2 separate regions of the Mus musculus genome follow, and region 1 is linked to region 2. A link is a contact called in public HiChIP or PLAC-seq data. All regions are on one chromosome and are shown on one strand. Each heading gives the region's core, a stretch centred on a gene start, on an enhancer-like site or on the middle of the called end of the contact. The rest is flanking DNA. Distances are from core to core; before and after follow the strand shown. Region 1 overlaps Micu1 (mitochondrial calcium uptake 1). Region 2 has its middle 22 kb from the start of Mcu.

Region 1 (6,265 bases), core at 2,637-5,136, 86 kb before region 2:
ATCGGTTGGTAGAAATGTTCTATTTCTTGATTTGGGGGGTGGTTACAAAACTATATGCATTTGCTAATAATCATGGGACTATTTGTTTTACATGGGCACACTTTATCACATACTTATTCAGTAGGACTAATTTTTAAAATGTACTGTTTTGGGAAGCCAGGTATCAGGACAGTAACTGGAAGACAGGGTGGATGAGACAGAAGACACATAGTATGGCAGAGGCAGAGGAACTGAAGCCTGTGGCTTGCCACATTTTCTGTTCTCTCCAGGGAAGGTTCCACAATGAGGAAGAAAATGACCAGGTGATATAAGAGTACAAGGATTAGTTTCCTGTGGCAACTTAGTTCCTAAGTTTGAAGTTTCAGAAAACATCCCTTTTCTAAAGCAATGTTTCATTTCGATGAAAAATGCAGCAGGGGCAGCAGGCAGCGCTTGAGGAGCTGTTTGGTCTCCACTGCTCTGGCAGGGGGACACGACTAGCTGATAAACCTTATTCCATAGACCAACATCATCAATACCAAACAATTCAGCAAAGAAATTCTGATGTAAAAGCAAGCCTGAAATAACACTCACTTCTTCCACAGGAGACCGGTACTTGCAGTCACTGCAGATGCTCCCAGGAACGCCACCAGCATCAATCTTCGTTTGGTCTGTGTGGGCTGTGATGCCCCATGGTACCAGCGAGAGCCCACAGCTAGTTCTGCCAACGCAGAAAGGGTGTTAAGACGAAACATCCTGTGGACAAATGATAGAAACGTCACTTTTAGATGCTGCCGGTGGTGACGATAATGATCATGATGGTGGTGGTGGCAGCTACATCACCAAACGCTGATGAAATACTATCAGACACCATACTGTTTTGCAGTTAATTGGCCTCAGAACAACTTATGAGAACAGAGCTACTACTTAACTACTTATAACTCAAAGGAATCAAAGTTAAATTTGAAGACAGAAACTACGTGCTAAGTTAAACAGAGAAATCCTGATCTAAAATACAGTTAATTCTAACAGGAGGGTTAACCAGATGTAAAGAGATGGCAGCTCAAGCAGCCATGGATTCCAGGCCTAATGGAGAGCATCCAAAGGGGCCAGCCCAACCAGGGATGATTCCCAGATCTTATGGAGAGGACAAAACTATGGAAACTTGGGAATTTTACCGAGGTATCATATCAGCAAAATGTACTAGAAAGCCATTTTGGGGGAATGCCAGGAAAAGCCACAAGAACTCATGGCAGGAGAATCTGTTGGTCAGGCACTTGGATCAGGGGAAGCTCCTGAATGTCCCACTGAGGTGCGAACAGCACAGAAGTAACAATGAGAGCACACAGAATCAGAAGGGACAGCTCTCCCCCTGCACGCCCGGCTCCTGGTGAGAAACAGGAAATTTAAAGGGAGAAAGTTGCTCAAGTGTGACTCGCGCCTGAAAATCCATGGGAGAAAGCAGTGGGGTCCAGAGCTTGAAGCTAGACGGTGCCACATTGTAGCTGGAAGTTCTTGCTATTTCATGCCTTAATGCTGAGAGGTGCTTCCATTAAAGCCATTGAAGTTTGATTTAACCCTTTCTCACTGCTAGCCCTGGGAAAGCTCCCTCCCTACCAGATTCTTTTCATGTCACAGTTAAAATATAAATACTAAAGAAAGAAATTCCTTCAATGCAGTGGTTCTCAACCTTCCCAATGCTGCTACCCTTTAATACAGTTACTTGTGTGTGGTGACACCTCCCCCCCATCATAAAGTTATTTTCATTGCTACTTCAGAACTGTGATTGTGCTACTGCTATGCATCATAATGTAAATATCTGATGTGCAGACTATCTGATATGCTACCCCTGTTAATAGGTCATTAGAGAACCCTCTGGGCTAAGAACCACTGCTTTAACGTTTTGTTTAGTATTGGGACCTCATCAAGATGGTACCAAGAGTGAAGTCCCTGCCCTTCTCAATCACCAAAACAAGGTTTCAAAGGCTGAGAACGCTGTGCTGACATCCATAGAGCAAACCAGAGTGCATGACACCCACCTTCCTGGCAGCCTGGACACGGAAGCAGCTCACATACTGTCTGAAGGGCGCCCTCAAGAGAAATAAGCCTGGGCACTGAAAATCATCAAGCTCCCCCAAGGAGCACGGAAGACAGCACACCCGTGCTCCCTACAGATGTCAAGGATGCCTGACACAGCTGTGCAGAAGCTCTTGTGTCACCCGATGAGCTCTGAAGGAAAGGAGGCCTGCGTCCCTCCTGAATACCCTTCCCATTGGGTCCTGCTGACTAACTCTAAATAGACTTTTTTTTCCATCATAAGACAGACACATCCATATTTGTTCGTATTACTGCTCAACACACACTCAACTTCACAGCCCGCATCCCAGAGGCGAACTCTGCTTTCCTAATCTTTTAATTTGGGGTGCGTGTCTCATCGTGTCCCTCATTCCGAGGAACACAGAGGAGTTCTGCAAAGTCCTTTTAGCACATGCTGCTGTTAGTCTTCCTCTGTGACACCTAGAGACCATTCTGGAAGTAGACACTGGCCCTTCCACCTGGCTTCCACAAGAAAGAGGCTTGAACAAATCACTGTCCGCTCCAGCTGAAACAGCTGAGCATGGCAGACCTTCAGGTCGCTGCTGAGAAAAGATGTCTGACAGTGAGAGCCACAAAAACTGGGGGCTCTTCACGGCCTCAGCCGAGAACAAATTCAACATCCAACAGAGTGACTAAGGCACTTTCTAAAAATGACCTGATTAAATCCATGCTGGCCGGCCATGAGAGTCATCTGAAAGATGACCAATAGTTTAGGTTCTAAGGAAGCAAGACATATTTGAAACATTCTTTTTACATTTTTATTACATGCTTAAGTGTGTGTGTGTGAGTATGCATGTGTGTGTGTGTGTGTGTGTGTGTGTGTGTACATGCACAGATGCCATGGCATATGTGTGGAGGCCAGAGGAAAACTGACAGAAGTCAGTTCTCTTCTATCCCCAGGTATATCCCAGATATTGAACTTGGGCTGTTAGGCTTGGTGGCAAGGGCCTTTAACAGCTAAGCCATCTTGCCGGCTCCTTGAAACATTTTAAAACGGCATTTCTAAAATGCTACCTAACGAAGTACAAACAAATTCTAAATGGGCGCGAGGGAGTCATGGAGGGCTCCATGGTACTTTACAAACACAAGGATCTTATCAGCTCCCAGAGTCCATGTTGATTTGTAAGCCTCGCAGACTGGTGCGTGCCTTTCATAGTAGCACTTGGGCGATAGAAGCCAGCCTGGTCTGCATAGTAAGTTCCAGGACAGCCAGGATTACACAGTGAAACCCTGTCTCAAAACAATAACTAAAACCCAACAAAATAAATCAGGACAGGCAGATAGATCACTGGGCAGCTTTGACAAACTTTGGGCCAGGGATACCCCGTCTCAAAAACAAAACAAGAACAACAAAACCCCACAACAATAACAACAAAAAATCCACAGCCAGATGGTAGATGGTGCCTAGAGAACATGGCCAAGACCGAGGCTGGCCTCTGGCCTCCACATGCAGACATCGACACAGCAACAAAGACTAGAAGTGGCAGAGGCGCTCAGTCAGCTTTTATCTCTCTTCACTGTCAGCCTCAGATCAGCTCAAAATTCTGATGGAAGGGCAGAAAGTCAGGGACAGCCCCAAACCTTAGGCTCTTTTTAGACAGTTCTATCAAGAGAATTAATGGAGAATGATTTTTTTTTCCCTCTCAGCAATGACCTGGAGGCCACAACTGGTCCTTCCTCCTTCTCTCTCTCCACAGGAAGGCAGAGCCCTTACTTAACCTTTGGTAAGGAATGCACTGAGTTAGTCACCTCTCCCTCTGTGCATGCATGGTGTCCACCCTGCATAGCACACTGCTCTGTAATTTAAATGACCCTGGACTTGGCATGCATCTACCCAGGGCAATGTATTTACCCAGAGACCTGCTTCCTGACTCAGCTCTGAGTTCCTCCAAATGTTTTTCCCCCTTTTGTAGACACACAGTTGGGCACAGCTAGGCATAGACTATTTAACTATTTATTTCCACAAGAGAAACATCTGTGTAGTATTAATTACACAGGTCCTTACTCCTAATATTTATGTATGTTAACAACCTCTAATTTACTAAAATAACTGTGTTTGGCTATCGGGACTCATGTCAGATCCAGTCACTGGCCTGTTACTGACTCTTCCCTGAGACTGAGGGAGGATCCCAGGCCAGGCTCACTGTCAACGCAGGAACTTTATCTGCTGTCCATATAGACAGAATGGGGACACATTTACTTTCTGTGACTTAAGCTTCAGAAACACAATTCCAGCAGCCTCCCCTCCCCCATCCCAGAGCTCATCTCCCATTTCTGCACATATGCTAATAAAATCCAAAGGAGGCCAACCCTTATCTTTTCCTCCTACCATATAACTTCTTACTCTTTCCTTTTCTGGTTCATTTTTAAATGACCATTTCCCAGATGTGCGCATGTGTAGATATGAATAGCTTTGCTTCTGACAACAGCAACAAAGAGCACAAAGAGCACACACAGTGGAGGGACTGTGGTCATCACCAGAAGGAAAGGGCCCTAGGGGATTCTCAAGGTGACAAAGAGGAGTAGAGCCAGCGCACAAGCTGAAGAGCTGCTCTGGCAAGACCGGGAGACTAGATCAGGCACTCAGAGATCTTCCTGATTGAGTGTGGCTGATCTCAATCGGGAAGATCTCTGAGTGCCAAACTGAAGAGTTTTTATCACATACACACACACACATACACACACACACACACACACACACACACACACACACACACACACACACAGAGAGAGAGAGAGAGAGAGAGAGAAATTTTTTCTTTGAAAAAAAAATCTCTTGTAATAAGAAAGCATGGCCTGAGAGAAGCAGCCCTGGAGAACGATGGGGGTTGGGGGATGGTAGAACGAGGGCTCAGAGGGTAGAGGACACAGAGCAAGCCTGACAGAACCCACCTTCAAAAAGCCAGACGTGGTGGTGTACACCTGAAATCCCAGAGCTCCTCCTTCAGAACAGGAGGTGCAGGCAAAAGAACCCTTGGTTTCAGCAGAAGATTGAATTTAATTTTAAGGTCCACTCTTTGAAATGAACTCATTTTTCCTATATGTAGATGACATACGTATGTTAATAACCTGCCATTTTATTTTCTTTCCTCCACTAATCTATTTTTCATTCCAATGAGCCCAACTGAAGACCTTGGAGAAGCTAAAGGAATAATAGTTTTCCTTCCCCACCCATTTTATAAGTAGCCAGCTGAAAACACTGAGTTGTGTGTATGGCTCAGCAGCAGCATTAAGCCCCCAAGTCCACAAGCATGATCAGGGTTCTGGTACACAGTCTACCAAGAGAGCTGAAGTGCCTTAGTCTCACAGAACGCCTGTCACTGTTGAGATGGGATTTCACTACATTGCCCAGGCTGGCCTCAAGCTCCTGGACTGAAGCAATGCTCTTGCCTCAAGCTTTCTGAGTAGCTGGAACCAGAGTCACTAGTACACCAGACGAGCAGAGCATCTTGAAGGCAAATCCGAGTTAACAGGAGGGCAGTCTCCAGAGAATGATTACAAAAGGCAAACTGTAAAAGGAATTACAGGTGAGGGAAAAGAAACTCTCTTTCTAGATCTTTTCTTTTTATTGGAACTCTAAAATATTACTATATAGACACATATTCTGTTATATTTTAAAATTTTAAAAAAAAATCCTTCTCTGGTCTGGCAAGATGGCACACCAAGTGTCTGTGTGTAAAACCTTGACCTGAGTTTGCTCCTCAGATCCCATACAGGACAGAGAACCACCTCCCCAAAGCTGTCCTCTGACCTCCATAGGCACGATGTGGCACTAGCCTGCACACATTACTGACTTAATAAATAAAATGAAAAAGACGTATGTCCTCACTTGAGCCCATACCCGACAGTTACTGCCTCACCACTCTGTGCTTACTCAGTGGCATCTTTCCTCAGTGGTCTCTCCTCAGATTCCAGCCTCTGTGTAACTCACCACAGTGAGATTTTCAGCCCGGCTGATCCACCCGACGCCACTCTTACTGTTATCACAATTGATATGACATTCTTATCAGGGTAGTCTTCATATTGTCAAACCCTAGCTAATGTCTGTCCTGATCCTGCTTGATTTTAAGAAGCCCTTGAAAATATAATTACTCCTTTACCCTCAACATAGTCAGACACCACTCTGGGTCATGGTCTGCATCTGTGAATGGATGCTCAGATTGTTTAATCCCAGCACGTGGGAAGCACA
Region 2 (6,443 bases), core at 1,537-4,036:
GTTTATTGCAAGATATATAACATACCCGAGGGCACATTAAATTTATATTTTTCAATCGCTTTGGCTTCACAGCCTTGGTATTTATTTGCTTCAAAGAAAAATCTTTCTTCTTCCAAATCATCGCACAGCTTCCCAGGGAGAGCTTTGTGTAGACGGTTTGTTACTTTTAAGTCTTAAAAAAAGACAACAAACAAATCCTTCTCCATCGGAAGCTGAGGCTTCGGCAGGTGTCTCAGACAACACTGCAGAATTCAGTAGCACGAGTCAACTTCACGTTCCCTTTCCTTATTGTTAACCTAATTAGTAATTGTTAATTTAAGTGGCAACTTAAATTGGGTGGGGGTAGGCACTGCTCTATCAAAGAACAAAGGACTGTCGTTAGTGTCAAATCTTTGAACCAGGTACAAGCATTCTAAAAAAAAATGATCTGGGAGAATAAGATACACATAATGGAAGAAGTTGTTATCCATTTCTTTATTTATTGTGGCATTATCTATGCCACAGGGCACATGTAGAGAGACCAGATGACAATCTTCAGCAGTGGACTCTCTCTTTGCCCGTGTGGGATCTGGGGATTGAACGTAGGTACCCTGCTTAGCAGCAAGCATCTTCACCTGCAAAGACATCTACACTAGCTCAAAAGATCTTCCTAAGGACACAGAAGGACTAAACTAACTGAAAGTAACAGTCTGCTAAAAGTATTGCATTAAAACAAAGGTACAAAGGAAAACCAGCCTAACACAGAAATAGAACCACTATACAAACAAATGCCATGCATAGTCAAGTAAGGAAAGGAAAGGTTCCAAAAAGCTTATTAGTTTAGACCAGGTACCCACGTAACTTCCTGCACTCAGGAAACTGAAGCACGAGGGTCTTGAGTTCAAAGCTAACCTGGGCTTCACAAGGAATTCCATGCCAGACTAGGGTAAGGTAACTTGTCTCAAAATCAAAACAAAGCAGAATACTTTTCAATTTGTAAACAGCATCTTAGATCATCCCTTCACACTATCCATCTTGGCTGAGTTAAAGGGTGGGAAAAATGAGAACAAGACAGAGTTGGATGTGTAGTAAACCTCTGGAAGGTGATGATTTTTTTTTTTTATACTTAGAGGCAAATAAAATAAAGCAAGAAAGCAAAAAGACCTCAAAGGAAAAGAAAAGCAGGTTTTGGTAACACAATCAAATCAACTGGCTCAGCAAATCTTGGCGAACACAAAGACAAAAACAAGCGTGGTCAAGGAGTATAGGTGTGGAGGAAGATTTGGTACCTGCAGGAGTTAAGGAGAGCACAGAGGCCATTTCTAAAGCAATGCCCGCCCTGCCCTCCAAACAAAGGAAACAGGAAGATTTAGTGTGAGAAGCCTAAACAACCTCACTTTAGAGGCAGGTGCAGTCCTGAGTGGTCTCAACTTAAGGTCAGAGTTGAAGAAGAAAAGATTTCTTGTCGTGCTCCACTTAGGGTCATGAATATTTGTTCCAGAGGTTAAAACGGTGGACAGGAACACTTGGTACACGCTCAACTTCAAATTGCTGCGAAGAGACACTGTGACCAAAAGCAACTTTTATAAAAGAAAGCATTTAAGTAGGGGCTCGCTTACAGTTGCAGCTCGTTATTATCGCGGAGAGGAAGGAGGAGAATGGCGCCATGGTGGCACCGGAGCGACAGGGGAGAGAGCTTTGCATCCTGATACATGTGAAAAGTACAAAGACATTGAAAGTTCAAAATCAAAAGCCAGTAAGCAAGGATGGGAGCTAGAGAATGAATCTATCCAAGTAAAATGGGAAGTATGGTTTTTAGCACCACTCAGGAATCCTTAAAATGGGGAAGACTGGAGAAAGTTGCAGATCAAGAATGGAGTTTTTCTCATTGCCTCTTTCGTCAAGTTCAGCTTTTCTTTGTTGTAACTGCCATGCTTGTGGACAATATATCTCATTTGTATAGTTTTGAGACAGAGTCTCTCCATATATCCCGGATTGGCTTTGAACACCAGATCCTCTTGTTTCAGGCTCCTGAAACCACAGAACACTGAGTACTTTTTTTTGTTTTGTTTTGTTTTGTAGGCTCTCATGTAGCCCAGGGTGGCCTCAAACTCACTATGTTTGATCATCTGTCATAGTTGGGTTTGGAACTGCTGTGACGAAACACCAAAAAAACAAAAAACCAAAAAAAAAAAAAAAAAAAACCAAAAAAGCAAGTTGGGGAGGAAAGGGTTTATTCAGAGTCTAACACTTCCAGATCATAGTTCATCCCTGGAGGAAGTCAAGACAGGGATTCAAACAGGGTAGGAACCTGGAGGCAGAAGCTGATGCAGAGGCCATAGAGGATGCTGCTTACTGGCTTGCTCCTCATGGCTTGCTTAGCCTACTTTCTTATCAAACTCAGGACCACCAGCCCAGGGGTGGTACTGCCCACAGTGGACTGGGCCCTCCTGTATTGATTGCTAATTGAGAAAATGCTTTAGAACTGGATCTCATAGAGGCATTTCCTTGGCTGAAGCTCCTTTCTCTGTTGACTTCAGCTTGGTCAAGTTGACAAACAAAAGCAGCTTGTACGCCATCCAAGTGTTAGGAGTATAGATGTGTCCTACTACTCCAGTACACAAGATGCTGAGGAGTTGAACCCATGGCCGTACAGGTGCTAGGCAAGCAGGCTGTCTATGGGGCTACACCCTCAGCTCTGATATGCATACCTAACAGTGAAATACCAGAGCACTAAATGCTGCGCTCTCTGTTATCGTCCACTGGGTCTTGGCCAGGACCTTAAGACACATTCCAATTTTTTTATTTTTCACACTCCAACAAAATGACTCATTCCCTTTCTTTCCCTCAGGAACCCGCAACTATTCTCTGGATCCCAGCTGCCTTTCTTGTAACATTAAAGCAACAAACTGCAGTTGTTTTTCTAGCCGCCTCACTGAAGTAACCAATGTCTTTAGAGTCTTTGACATCTCTTTTTAAAGAAGCCTGCCGATGAGTGTCTCACCGGCATTGACTAGCCCGTTTCTCCTCATCTTGGCCATAATACCAAATATACAAAGAAGCAGTCCGAAGCCACTAGTCTATCCTGTTAACGGCTGGTGATTTGGTTCAGGCTTAATCCTATAAAGCATTGATTGAACGTGGGATGCTCATCTCTCTTAGCAGTTCCTAACTGGATCAGTATGTAAAGCATTTAGCTGTGTGGAATTCCTGCAGGTTCTACTCAGGTTTTTTTTTTTAGTTCCCAACCCTTGCTGTCTAGAGGGGGAGACCTGCAAGAGAAGTACAATGTAATGCTGTTATCCCTGCATGTATTTATAAGACACGGCCAGCTTGCTCACACTCTAATGTTTAGCATTTGTCAGTCCCTGCATCTTAAGTCCCTGTCTCCTGGCCCAGTAAGAGCCCCTGACATCTAGCACTGGTGTTCACTGGCTCAGTTTTAAAGTTTCAGTCCTTTTTTTTTGTCTTTTCTTTTAAATGATGTCCCTAGTTCGGTAAAACTTCACAGTGAGCATAATTACTTGGCTTAAGTATTTTTAAGCATTATTTTTATGGCCGCAGAAATCAGCGCCTTGTTGGAAGGGGAGGCACGGGGGCAGTACGTACTATACTGCACAGACACATTCTGGGACGTTGCTTCAGAAGCCAGACCATAGTGAAATGTAGGAAATAAGTAATGAGTTTTTTAAGTATGTTCTCCTCTGTTTCTAGTGTACTTTCCCACCTGTAAATCCAGATGATGTAATGCCTAAGAAGTATTAAGTTTCTCCAGTGCTTTTCCAATAGCCTGGCTCTTGAGTAAAACCATCTGTAGCACATCACTGGATTTAAATTTATCTCAGAGTCTGAAACAAAAGCTTAGTCTGGAAGCTAACAAGTCATTTTATTTATTTATTTATTTTTCTTTTTTATCTAAAGCAACTCTTGACCCAAATACACAGACACTGATTTTGATTAGGTTAACAGCAAACACGAAGACTGCAATGTGTCTGGTGTTGTGCCTCAAGCAAGATTAAGAACCTTCTCATTTTCCTCCCCATTTCGATAAAAAAACATCTCTCTCTCTCTTTTCCTCCCTCTTTCCCTCCCCCTCCCGCTCTCTCTAGGTTTCTAGGCTGTACTTGACTGCCCCTTGCTCTCATGTCATTTCATTCCATCGTTCCAGATGTTTGCCACATCCTGATGGCTCCACTTCCCAACAACATCCAGGTTCCATCACTTCTCTTTCTCCATCACCCCCAGCCTGTGCAAACTGTTATTCTTTTGTCCTGAGAAAATGGTCCTGCTTATACCCTTGCACCATGAGCACATGCGCAGAAAGCAGAAAGCAGAAAGCAGAAAGCAGGAGGGTCCTTTTAACTTGCAATATGTGCTTTCTTTCTGTGTAGTATTTTCGGACAGCCTCGTACCTCACTCCAAGTGAAAGCCGGAAATCGTTACAGTGGTCCAGGGACCCCAACATCATTGACAAATCTCCCCACTTTTCTGACCTTACCTACCACTCTGCTCAAGCCGCTCAACTACCTGTGTTCCTCCCTGGTCCTCCCTGGTCCCTGCAGGAACACCTCAGCAGAGTCTGAGTCCCATGTAGTATATGTAGTCTTCTCCAGAAGACCGTCATGACTGACACGCTTGGTTTTCGTTTCGTTTCTTTTCTTTTTCCTGTAGCTCTGAGGCTTTTCATTGGCTAGCTCAGCACTTCACTGCTGAGTTGGCCAGCCCTGCCCCGCTCTTCCTTACCGTCTTCCCAGAGAACATTTTCCTCAGAACATTGTTTAAAAAGGCAGTGGTGGAGTTCGCCTTTAATCCTAGTATTGGGCAGGCAGGCAGGCAGGCAGGCAGGCAGGCAGGCAGGCAGGCAGGCAGGCAGATCCCTGAGTTCGAGGCCAGTTTGGTCTACAGAGTGAGTTCCAGGAGAGCCGGGCTACACAGTGAGACTCTGTCTCAAAAACAGGCAAAGGAATAAAAATTGTATTTCCACTTATTACCCACAGAATTTTCCACTTGGATTTTTTACATAGACTCATTTCTATTAACTTACTCTGTGCTTTACTTGTTGATAGATTCCTCCCATCCCAACCCCAAATAGAATATAAACTACACAAAGTCTTTGTCTGTATTATTCACTAAGTATTCCTCAGTGTCTAAGATCCCCGGATACTCTTTGATATGTTAATTGCCATATATATATATATATTTTTTTATGAAGGAATAAAAATATGTCATCAAGCAGTTGCAAGGTTGATCATGGGTACATTTGTAACCAATGTAACCGCAGTGTCTGGTTTTCAACTCTGGTCTCCTGGTTACTAATCCCTAACATTGTTGCCAGGCACCCACAGTTCTGACATGCCTGCTAAGATCCCTGTCAGCTCCCAGCCCAGCCCTGTACCTTAAGTCTTACTTGGCTGCCTTCTTTGTACCTTGGGTTACTTTTTAGAAACATGATTTGTGTCTGTGTCTGAGCTTTGAATCCTTTTTCTCTTTTGAGAGAGCAAAAGGATCTCATTATATAGACCAGGCAGGCCTTGGGGTCATGATCCTCTTGTGTTTCAAGTGCTAGAATTACAGGTAGGCAAAACCACGCCTGGATTCTTATTATTCTATATTATTATTATTTGCTATTAGGGAAACACCAGGGCTCCTTATACATCTAAAGCTCTACCACTGAGCAACATCTCTGAGTAGAGCTTTGGGACTGATTTTGGATCTGTAACAGATTTATTACAAAATGCATTTTCCTTATCATCTCCAAAACTTAATCAAAAGCCAAGTGTAATAGTAATCGTCATGGTTTGAATATGCTTGGCCTAGGGAGTGGCACTATTTGGAGGTGTGGCCTTGTTGGAGTAGGTGTGGCCTTGTTGGAATAGGTGTGCCACTGTGGGACTGGGCTTTAAGACCCTCATGCCAGCTGCCTGGAAGTCAGTCTTTCACTAACAGTCTTTAGATGAAGATATAGAACTCTCAGCTCCTCCTGCACCATGCCTGCTTGGATGCTGCCTTGTTCCTGCCTTGATGATAATGGACTGAACCACTGAACCTGTAAGCCAGCCCCAGTGAAATGTTGCTCTTATAAGAGTTGCCGTGGTCATGGTATCTGTTCACAGCAGTCAAACCCTAACTAAGACAGTAATCGTCTTTGCCTTTAATTCCAGCTCGTGGCAGGCAGAGGCAAATGAATCCCAAGTTCAAAATTATCCTGTGCTACATAGCAAGTTCAAAGGTAGCTTGGGCTACCCAGTAAGATCCTGTCTCAAAATAAGTAACCCCAAACTTAAAATATGTGGTGGTGTGAGCCTGCAGTCACAGCTACTTTGAAGGCCAATGCAGGAAGAATGTTTAAGTCCAGTTTGAGGCCAGCCTAGATAATACAATGAAATGCTGTGTTTAAAACAAATTAAAATGGTTCATTATAAGGATAAACACTTCTTTCAGCAATTGGATAGGAGATGACTTAT

What was found. HiChIP or PLAC-seq counts read pairs in DNA pulled down with a chosen protein or histone mark.
Region 1: a contact with region 2 is called in an HNF4G HiChIP or PLAC-seq map of pancreatic cancer cells. The contact joins two enhancer-like sites. A contact is called at or near these places in 1 of 39 promoter capture datasets (pre-B cells), 3 of 484 Hi-C or Micro-C datasets (the G1E-ER4 cell line, muscle stem cells and myocytes), 4 of 115 datasets of contacts at active chromatin or transcription factors (CD4 single positive thymocytes, double positive thymocytes, embryonic fibroblasts and 1 more) and 3 of 9 other capture datasets (adipose tissue, liver and pancreatic islet).

What each region holds. Positions count from the first base shown.
Region 1 is chr10:59,722,427-59,728,691 of GRCm38.p6, reverse strand. It overlaps Micu1 (mitochondrial calcium uptake 1), which reads right to left. Exons shown (of 12, transcript NM_144822.3): 2 at 574-735. The coding sequence starts at 734. Among named protein-coding and RNA genes, the nearest start is that of Micu1, 23 kb to the right of the region's middle. Within about 2 kb of position 3,886, at least 49 of the 459 cell types and tissues checked have an H3K27ac peak or open chromatin away from gene starts, as enhancers often do. A contact at or near this core is called in embryonic fibroblasts and pancreatic cancer cells, where this site is marked.
Region 2 is chr10:59,635,109-59,641,551 of GRCm38.p6, reverse strand. No RefSeq gene overlaps it. Among named protein-coding and RNA genes, the nearest start is that of Mcu, 22 kb to the right of the region's middle. Within about 2 kb of position 2,786, at least 83 of the 459 cell types and tissues checked have an H3K27ac peak or open chromatin away from gene starts, as enhancers often do. A contact at or near this core is called in embryonic fibroblasts and pancreatic cancer cells, where this site is marked.